Regions from separate parts of the Mus musculus genome. Here region 1 is linked to region 2. A link is a contact called in public HiChIP or PLAC-seq data. All regions are on one chromosome and are shown on one strand. The core of a region is the stretch at or near the end of the contact, and the rest is flanking DNA. Distances in the headings are between cores, read along the strand shown. Region 1 holds the start of Dst (dystonin). Region 2 overlaps Zfp451 (zinc finger protein 451).

What was found. HiChIP or PLAC-seq counts read pairs in DNA pulled down with a chosen protein or histone mark.
Region 1: a contact with region 2 is called in a CTCF HiChIP or PLAC-seq map of the NIH/3T3 cell line, with 8 read pairs. The contact joins the promoter of Dst here to the enhancer-like site in region 2. A contact is called at or near these places in 2 of 39 promoter capture datasets (3T3-L1-derived adipocytes and frontonasal cranial neural crest), 1 of 15 datasets of contacts at CTCF or cohesin (the NIH/3T3 cell line), 2 of 115 datasets of contacts at active chromatin or transcription factors (embryonic stem cells and neural progenitor cells) and 2 of 9 other capture datasets (adipose tissue and pancreatic islet).

What each region holds. Positions count from the first base shown.
Region 1 is chr1:33,906,131-33,910,365 of GRCm38.p6, reverse strand. Dst (dystonin) reads right to left here and starts at 2,141. Exons shown (of 103, transcript NM_001276764.1): 1 at 1,914-2,141; 2 at 1,333-1,367. The coding sequence starts at 2,094. It overlaps Bend6 (BEN domain containing 6), which reads left to right and starts at 2,745. Exons shown (of 7, transcript NM_177235.3): 1 at 2,745-2,800.
Region 2 is chr1:33,789,968-33,794,603 of GRCm38.p6, reverse strand. The region is part of intron 3 of Zfp451 (zinc finger protein 451); the gene reads left to right. Among named protein-coding and RNA genes, the nearest start is that of Zfp451, 22 kb to the left of the region's middle. Within about 2 kb of position 1,928, at least 18 of the 459 cell types and tissues checked have an H3K27ac peak or open chromatin away from gene starts, as enhancers often do. A contact at or near this core is called in the NIH/3T3 cell line, where this site is marked.

The DNA of each region.
Region 1 (4,235 bases), core at 892-3,391, 120 kb before region 2:
TCTTTCTTTTTTGAGACAGGATCTCACAATGTAGTTCTGGCTATCCTGGAACTCACTATATAGACCAGGCTGGCCTCAAAACTCACAGACATCCCCTGCCTCTGCCTCCAAGTGTGTGGATCAAATGTGTGCGCCAGCCACCACACCTGGCAATTTTCAGTTGAATTTTACAAAATGTACGATGGCTACCCAAAACTAAATACCTCCTATGAACTAATTATTTTTTTACATAATTTTTAAAAATGATTTCCACATACACCCCTACAGGGTACTGTTGGCCCTGTTTTGGCACACTGTTTTTCCACATACAGCCCGACCCCATAACCACACCCATACCCCCACCCCCACTAGTTAGTATAAAGCTAGATCCAGGCCTGCTGACAGTTGGCAAGCTCTTCTTCCACAAATCTTAACTAACACAGAACTCTCACTTCCAGTGTACATGCAATAGAGTTACTCAGCATGCAACATAGTAACATTATGCTAATGCAGCTAAGCTTAAATAATCACAGTCTAGCAAGGAATCCGGGGTGCAATAAAACCTCTGATGAACAAGTCAAACAAGATGTGAAGTAACTTCAGGTAACTAACAAAACTGTAGTAGGGGGCTAGACACCACAGTACTTTGCTAAGATGAAGACCCTGCATCATAAAGTAACCTCCATGGCCTGATATAGGCAGATTTCGCCCAAAGAGAAAAAACTTGAAGTGGGCAACTGGAAAGCCAGTGGGTCAGGCAGAGCTGTGTCTTGTTCTAACTGGAGGTGGTTCTCCTGCAGTTTCCTGCACTGGCAGCGTCCAGTCACCTACTCTAGATGGATAGTCTAGAACAGACACTAAGTACACACTCTGGCGTATCTTCTTCATCAACATTACTATCATGTAAAAACCATCCTGGGCAGCAAACTAAGCCCGTAGGGATGTCACCTGGAGTCTCAACTGGAGTTTGCTTCAAACTCTTCGGCAATAACGACCTAAGTGGTTTACACTGTGGTTTAGCTACCGACCTCCGGAAGCAACCAGGAAGTGCTTCCACCACAAGTGCAGATTGTAAGCTAAACTGATATCCATTCCCAGACTAAATTCTCTCTTTTAGGGGCTGCCCCTCCCACCTCTTGTAACGCAAACTCCACTACACTAGACACACACAAACACACACAATGCGCCCCAGGCGTGACTATGGAATTGCTTAAGAAGCATGTCACTTTGGGCTTAGGGACTGCAGGCTTCCCATTCGGTGCCCTACTGGCTTTTTAAACACGTATATGATTAATGCTGGTACTCAGGAAAGAAAGCTACTCTGACCTTGAGAGTGTGCGCTAAATAAATTACCTCAGAGCGAAAGTGATGAGATCTCAGAGCAGCATCTGGGGAGAAAAGAGGGAAAACGAGACTCCGTTAACTCCTTGTTCTCAGCCTAAAGAGTTACTGATCACTTACCTGGATTCGGGAAAGCACATTCTAGGTGTCTCTCTCCAATTCCGTGGGCATATTGGGGCGGGGCGGAGAGAGTATTGGACCATCTGTCTCTAAGGTGATTTCTCTGCAAGAAGTTCCAGCAAAGTTGGGAGAGGGGAGCCCATATCATCACGCCTTACTTTTTTATTCCTAAGCTCCAGCAAAGGCTTGGCAAAGATACGAGTACCTCAGCCCAGGACTCCCCTACAATTACCTTCTGGGCTCTAGCAAACTGACCCTAAGAATCGGAGCCTGATCCTTCCTTCCAGGACCTCCGAATCTCCGTGGTTATCCAAACCTGGTGACTCAGAGGATGGAGGTGAGGCCAAAGGGCCAGGGCGCGTTAAATAAATAAATGCACTTAGCTTGAGGAGTGGGCACTGAGTGGGCAGAAGAGGCAGAGAAGGCTTGAACCTCGCTTCTGCCCAGAAGAACCCAGCGGCGGCGTGTCTTACCTCTGCTTCTGGAACGACCCGAAAAGACCGATTTCATCGGATGTCTCCCTTTCTGGAGCTTGCGGTGCCAGCAGCAGAAGAAGACGATGGTGGCGACGGTGCCCAGCAGGAGCAACAAGAGGAAGAGAGCACATTGGATGCTGTAGGGTCTCAGCAAAACGAGGAAAGCGGCGGCGATCATGGTGCGGGCGAGGCGGGGGGCCGTGCGGCGCGGGGCTAAGGCTGCAGAGCGCGCGGGGCGCGGGGCGCGGGACGCGGGGCGGGCGCGGCGGACAGGGGCGAGCGCGGCTCAGCGCGTCAAGCCCGGCGCTCGCGGCCCCGCGCGCGGCCCAATGGCTGCACACCCCGCGCCGGCCCCGGAACGACTGATGGAGAGCAGCGGGCAGCTCTCGCCATGACTCAGCACGCGGCGCAGCGGCGAGAGCCGCGCCCCTCCCTCCGCAGGCGCCCCAGCCCGCGCGCAGCTCTCGGGCTCAGCCCCGCCCGGGACGCAGCCGGCTGGGAGCATCATCGGGTGGCCGCCCGGGGCCTCGGCGTCCTGAAGCCGGCGCACGTGGGGCGGGACGGGGCGCGGCGAGCCGGCGGGGGGCTCGGTGGGTGACGTCACGGGCTGCGGCGGCAGCGGCGGCGCGGGTGCGGGCGCGCGCGCATGGCTGGGGCCGGGACCGAGCGGCGCGCGCCCTCCAGCAGGTCGGTTCGGTGCGCGCGCGGCCCGCCAGGCCACGCGCCGGGCGGCGGTGCGCGGGGACCCCCGGGTTTCGCCTGTGTAAGCCTCCGCGGACCTTCTGCTGGAGGCCGACGTCAGGGGGCGCCAAGGAGCCGGGGGGAACCCGGGCTCCCGCCTCCCTGAGCCCGCCCGGAGGCTGGGGCTCGGAGGATGCAGCAGGGTGAGCTATTTGGTTTGGGGGCGGGGGTAGTCCCTGCGCATGGAGGCGCGAGCACCTGGAAGGGCCATCTCCAAGCTGGTCCAATCTTAGGAAAGGCGGCACGCCGCGGTCTGCAGGCTTGCACCCTACCACCCCCAAACTTGGTGCTGATTCTCAGCCCAGACGTGAGCTCTGCCACGGTCAAAGAACCCTGATTCATTTATTGGCTTTGTAGGGAGAGGTGATTTTAGATGTAAGGATCTGACATGATGAAGGATGAAGGAAGTTGGTGATTGATTGGCCTGTAGATACTGCAGGAGAAATTTTTAGGCACTGTCAGACAACGGCGATCGGTCACACTCGGGTACACACCCTTCTCCCCTTTGCCGTTTTTTTCCAGCTTCCCTTACATTCCGTTACAATCCGCAAAAACTGTATCGCAGTTGTGGGCTGGACACTTGACAGTGATCGCTGATTCGGTGCCAACGAAGAAGGCAAGGCGTGAGCGCTGCGGTGTGCTCTTTTGCGGAGGGCCTCTGCCACCTGGCGAGAAAGCCAAAGCTGCAGTGGCCGCCTGCAGCGTGTTGCGGCCTTAGCGGGCCAGTGCAGTGCTCTGCCCTGCTTGCCCCTAAGGCAAACTGGCTTTCCCTGTGGGAGTTGGATGATTTGTTTTCTTTCATTGACTTGTATTTTTTAAATTAACTATATGACATATGACAAATGAAATATTACATTTGTGCAATTTCTAGTAACTGGCTTGAAACTAAATAATTCGTAAAATTCCAAAAGTCAATTGAAGAATCGATAGGAATGTGTGTATTGTTGTCTAACTATATGAAACCAACTGTTCAGTTCTGCAAAAATGTGTAGCCATTAGTGACTGATAGGTGAATGATGTATTATCAAGTGTGAGCATTAAAAGAAATGCGGAAAGATGTTGCTTAGCCCTGATGCCAGGTTCATAAGCACGGAAAGCACAGGAAAATGTGCTCTTATTTGCATGTTGGCCTCCTAAAACAAATACAGATTGCTATTATATGCCACTCATTCTGTTGTTTGAGGCTGAGGATGGAAAGCACCTTGCTTGCCGACACTGAGGAAGGTGAGACTCTTGACTGTCAGACTGCGGGGAGCACTGGGTGCCAAACAGGCTTCACGGGTCCCTGGCAGTCAGCAGAGCTGTCTGGAACTTCTGCATCCCGTGCACAGAGCTGAAGGGCTCCTGACACTGCAGCCCACTGCAGTAAGAAACTGTATTCCTATCTGCTATGCAGGGGGGCGGGGGGGGGGGGTTGAAGAGAATCCCGAGATCTTGCAAAGTGTGGTACACCGCGAAAGGAAGAACCCAGCACGCTGAGCAGGGCACCGGAGGGTCGTTTTATACTGGACCAGAGTAACCTTCTGCAAACTGGGGGTGGTGCTAGCCGATGCGGTTTCCGAAGGTCATCCTTACGTT
Region 2 (4,636 bases), core at 679-3,178:
GTAGACAAATCTTTTTCTGTCATGGCTGTACATGCACTCTTGGTACTTGGTCCTTGTCAGATGAGCCACATCTTCCTCACTCTTCTGTTGAGGTGTCCTTGTTCTGGACTAAGGCTGGTCTTAGAGTGCTCACGCCTTCTGTTCAACAGGGCACTCGCAGTCCACTCCCATAGCTGGTCGTTCTGGTCATGATTCTTACTGCCTGCTTTTTTTGTACCATTTTTGTTTAGTGAAACAAAGGTAGAATGGTGCAGGGGATTGATTTTTTTTTTTTTTTTTAAGAGGCTAAAGGCGTTGACCTCACTGTTAGCAAGTCATCTACTGTCTCAGCCTCAGTTTCCCTACTTTAAGGTACTAACTGGGTATGGTGACACATACCTTTACATGCCAGCACTGGGAGGCAGACACAGGCTGGTCCAAATAGTGACTTCCAGGACAGCTAAGTATAAAGTAATGACTGGAATACTATGAAAAACAATAAAGCCCACTGCAGATTTAATTTTATAACTAATTTTGACGTTCCGCATTCTGAGATTTTCTATGAATAGGATGATATTGGATATAAACAGATGCATACTTTTCTTTAAAGATGTGTTACATGCATGCCATGCATCTTGATCCTATTCACCCTCCTGCTATTCTGAGCCTACCCCCACCCCACCCCACCCGGGCCAACTTAATGGCTCTTTACAAACATTTCCCATTGTATGAAGTCGTCCATTGGGAATGGGCAGCCCACCGGTACTCAGCCTTCAGTACCCACTGTGTGCAGGCAAGGGCCAAGAAAGGTATGGGTTTACTGAGGGCTGGTTATGATCTCCCCTGGGACCCTGTCTCAGAACTAAAACCAGGAGAGAACCAGGTATTCTCTTGATCGAGGCAAATGCCAGTACACTGTAGAAACTACTAAATTCGGAGGAAAACTTGTGGTGATGTTGGATGAGAAGGCCAGCTGGAGAGTCAGCTTTTCTACCAACCATCTCACCTGAGCTTTCCGGATGTCAGTGTAGTTGGTCTGCTGGAGAAACAGCCATTCCTTTAGGGGGAAGAGCTGACTCCTGCATGGGTGAGATGGCCTTGAATGTGCCTGGCTTCAGAATGGTTAAGAACAGCTGTTAGGGGACAGAAATGGAGAAAGTTAAACTGCAGAAATGGTAAGTTATACATGAAAATGTTTTGGTTCTTATGACTCAAAGTAGTGTTTCAATGGAGGTTTTGGAAGTAATCCAGAAATTGTTTTATACTCTGTCTGCGGCAGATATCTAAAATATTTTAAGCTCAAAGAAATATCTTGGCATTGCCTTTCCGGTCTAGGGCAGCATAAATCGTGAGAGAGAATTTAGGACTATTGGAGCGAAAGCACTGGAGACAAACAATATGGTTGTCCATTGTGGCTACTGCTGCACAGGGTCCCTTCCTCAGAGCAGCTACATGTGGCTGATATCTCTTAGTGTTGACTTAGGAAGTTTCCAGGTAGACTTGGAGAAAATGAACATTTGTAAGACTGTTGTAATTGACATGTGTGTGTATAGGAACTGTAAACCTGGTGCTCGTGGTAATTTTGGTAACCCCAACCACTTTTTTTCTTTTTATTACTACTTTTCCCTGATATAGGATCTCGTGTAGCCCATGCTGGCTTTGAACACACTGTATAGCTGAGGATCTAGATTTTTTTTTTTTAATTCTCCTACTTCCACTTGAGTGCTAGGGTAACAGAATGAGCCATCATGCTTGGTTTATGCTGTGCTGGGGCTCAAACCTGGGCTTTGTTCATGGTAGATAAGCAGATAAGCAGGTAAGCAGCTTACCAGTTCATACATTCCAAGCCTTTACCTTTTTGAGACAGGGTCCACTCTATAGCCCAGGCAGTGGTCCTTCTGCTTCAGCCTCCTGAGTGTGGGAGTCACTGGCATGAGTCACTGTGCCTAGTCCTGCATACTCTTTTCCCTGTCTTTTCTTCCTGGCTTGCTTTCTCCCCACCCCTCCTTGTCTCTGTTAGAGTCATCTCAGTGGCACTCAGGGTTGAGAAGTAACTCTCCTTTATCAGTTTTACGTATTCAAAGATAGTTAGAAATTCCTTCTTAAATCCCAAAGTTGTATAAACTGAACATACATACGTGTTTCCTGTGCTAAGAGGGTCTGTCATTAGAAAAATTATAGATACTAACAGTTTTGCTCAAAAGACGCCACAGATAGGATCTTATTTAACAGGTTTGGTGGTACCGGCTTCCTTAGTGGTATGCAGAACAGAATGAGGTATATCTGCATGTTTGTTTTTGATGTTGTTTATATAAAGCAGATAATCTGTGTACTTTGTATTTGTGAACAACTCGAGTGTGAGGGAGATGGCTTTGTAAAAAGAGGGTTTCTTGGTTTCAGAATTATTGCTGGGGATCGTGACTCTATATTGTACTGCATTGTGTTTATCTCCTGCTTTATCTGTATTTGATATAAAATTCTTGAGAAAACTTGCTGCCTTTCTTTTTTTTTTTGGTTTTTTGAGACAGGGTTTCTCTGTGTAGCCCTGGCTGTCCTGGCACTCGTTCTGTAGACCAGGCTGGCCTCGAACTCAGAAATCCGACTGCCTCTGCCTCCCGAGTGCTGGGATTAAAGGCGTGCGCCACCACGCCCGGCTAACTTGCTGCCTTTCAAACTGTTTCTTTGGGATGAGGCTTAAATCACAAATTGGGCAAAAAGGGGCTTCTTGTCCCCAGAACTTTGGGGTTGCAAACAGACCTTGGAGCTTTAGAATGGTAGTGATGAAGGCTTTGATTGGTGATGCTTTTGCTTCAGGGAATCTTCCCAATCTCCTGTGTGTCAGGTGTCACTACAGACAAAGTGACAAATCAGAGGGGTGCACCAGAACAGGCCATACCCAGCTCTCACGAGAAGAGGGAGGAAGGGAAGGCTACTTAGGAGAACAGGAGGGAAAGAGGCAGTTTTACTGGGACAGTGGTACAGAGACAGGTGGCAGAGAAGAGAGAACAAGCCTAGACACAGGTGACGGGAGAAGGAGCTGGAGAAGGAGAATGACCCAGAAGATTTAGAACATAGTGTCAGGGTTAGTCTGTGGCAAAGCAGAACAATTCAAGAGAGGCTGAGAGAAGTCAGATTGAATCAGCATGGAAGAGGCATTTTGAGCCAGAATAGCTGAGTTGAATCAGCCAGAGTTCAGAAAGAACAAGAAAGGATGAGCTTATTCAGGAGTAAGTGTCAAGGCTAAAAACATTCTAGGCCTAGCTAAGATTATATGGAGGATAGAAGCTTCTAGGACTAGGTCTGGGTTAGCAGACATGCAGTAAGCCTCAGAGACAACAGTTAGTCCACGTGAATAAAATGCTTTTACACTGGAGCTAGGAGTTGGAGACTTTAACAAGAAGATCATAATAGGAACTAGTCTCTTTTAAAACAAAACATATACTAGAAAGACACATTTAAGTAAACAAAAATAATACTAATTGGTGTTGGCCAAATAGGTTTTGCTTTAAAATGACAATGGTACTTGGTCTCAAAACTGAAAATATTTTCTCAAGATGAGCCAGTAAGCCAGCCTTCTATCTGTAAGTCGCTTATCTTAATTCTTAGTTTTTTCATATACCTCCTGTATCGCCCAGGTTGGTATGTATCTAAAGCATGATCTTGGATAAGCTTCTCACCACTTCTCAGGTAGCTGGGACTATAGGCATGTGCACCTACACCTAGACCCTATACACTTCTGTTGAACGTGGAAGTTGTAGCCAACCATTTACCTCAAGGATATTTCCAAACAACAAAAGATTGAGAGCTTTAACACATTCTGCCTTTATCTACTCTTGATCATTAGTAGGTTTGGTACCAATTCTAATGCTTGTACTGCTTGTAGAAAAATAAGGAAGTAGGGAAGGAAGAGACTCACCAAACAGAACCACTACCTTCCTAGATTTTACCCTTTGTGATTATTTTCACATAAATGTATGTGATAGCAAAGATTAAAATGTGATGTAGCATGACTCGTGATCTGTAGGGTTTGTGTCAGTTCATTGGCTAGTCTATTTAATGCTTGTACTTTATTGCACAGTTTACATACATAGCAGGTCACAATTTCTAGCAGTGTTGCAGGTTCTGATACTTTCCAGGGAATCCTTATTGCTTTATATTGGATAAACCTTTTGGTGAAATTTTTGTCAGAGTGGTAGAATTTTCATTGGAGGTAATTATCAATGAGTCTCTTGCCATCAGAATTCAAAATTTAAGTTTATAGTCTGAACTGGTTTCTGGTGGAAAGGTTATTGATCTGCAACAAAAAGAAAAGGAGTGTGGGTAGTTTGTTGCAAAGCTTAAAATTTTAATATAGATGTCATAATAGAGTCCTCTTTCTTTGCTCCCCAAGTTATACCCCATTTGTAGATTTGCAGAGCTACATCTAAGGATAAACTTTTTGTTGTTTTGGTGATATTGAGTGAACTCGGAGATGTATGCTTGCTAATTGATCACACTCTACTCTTTAGTTTTTGTTTTTTTTTCAAGACAGGGTTTCCCTGTGTGGCCCTGAGTGTCCTGAACCTTGCTCTGTAGACCAGACTTCCCTCAAACCCAGAGACCCGCCCGCCTGAGTCCTGGGCACACACCACTACCGCCTTGCTCTGCCATGGCTCTT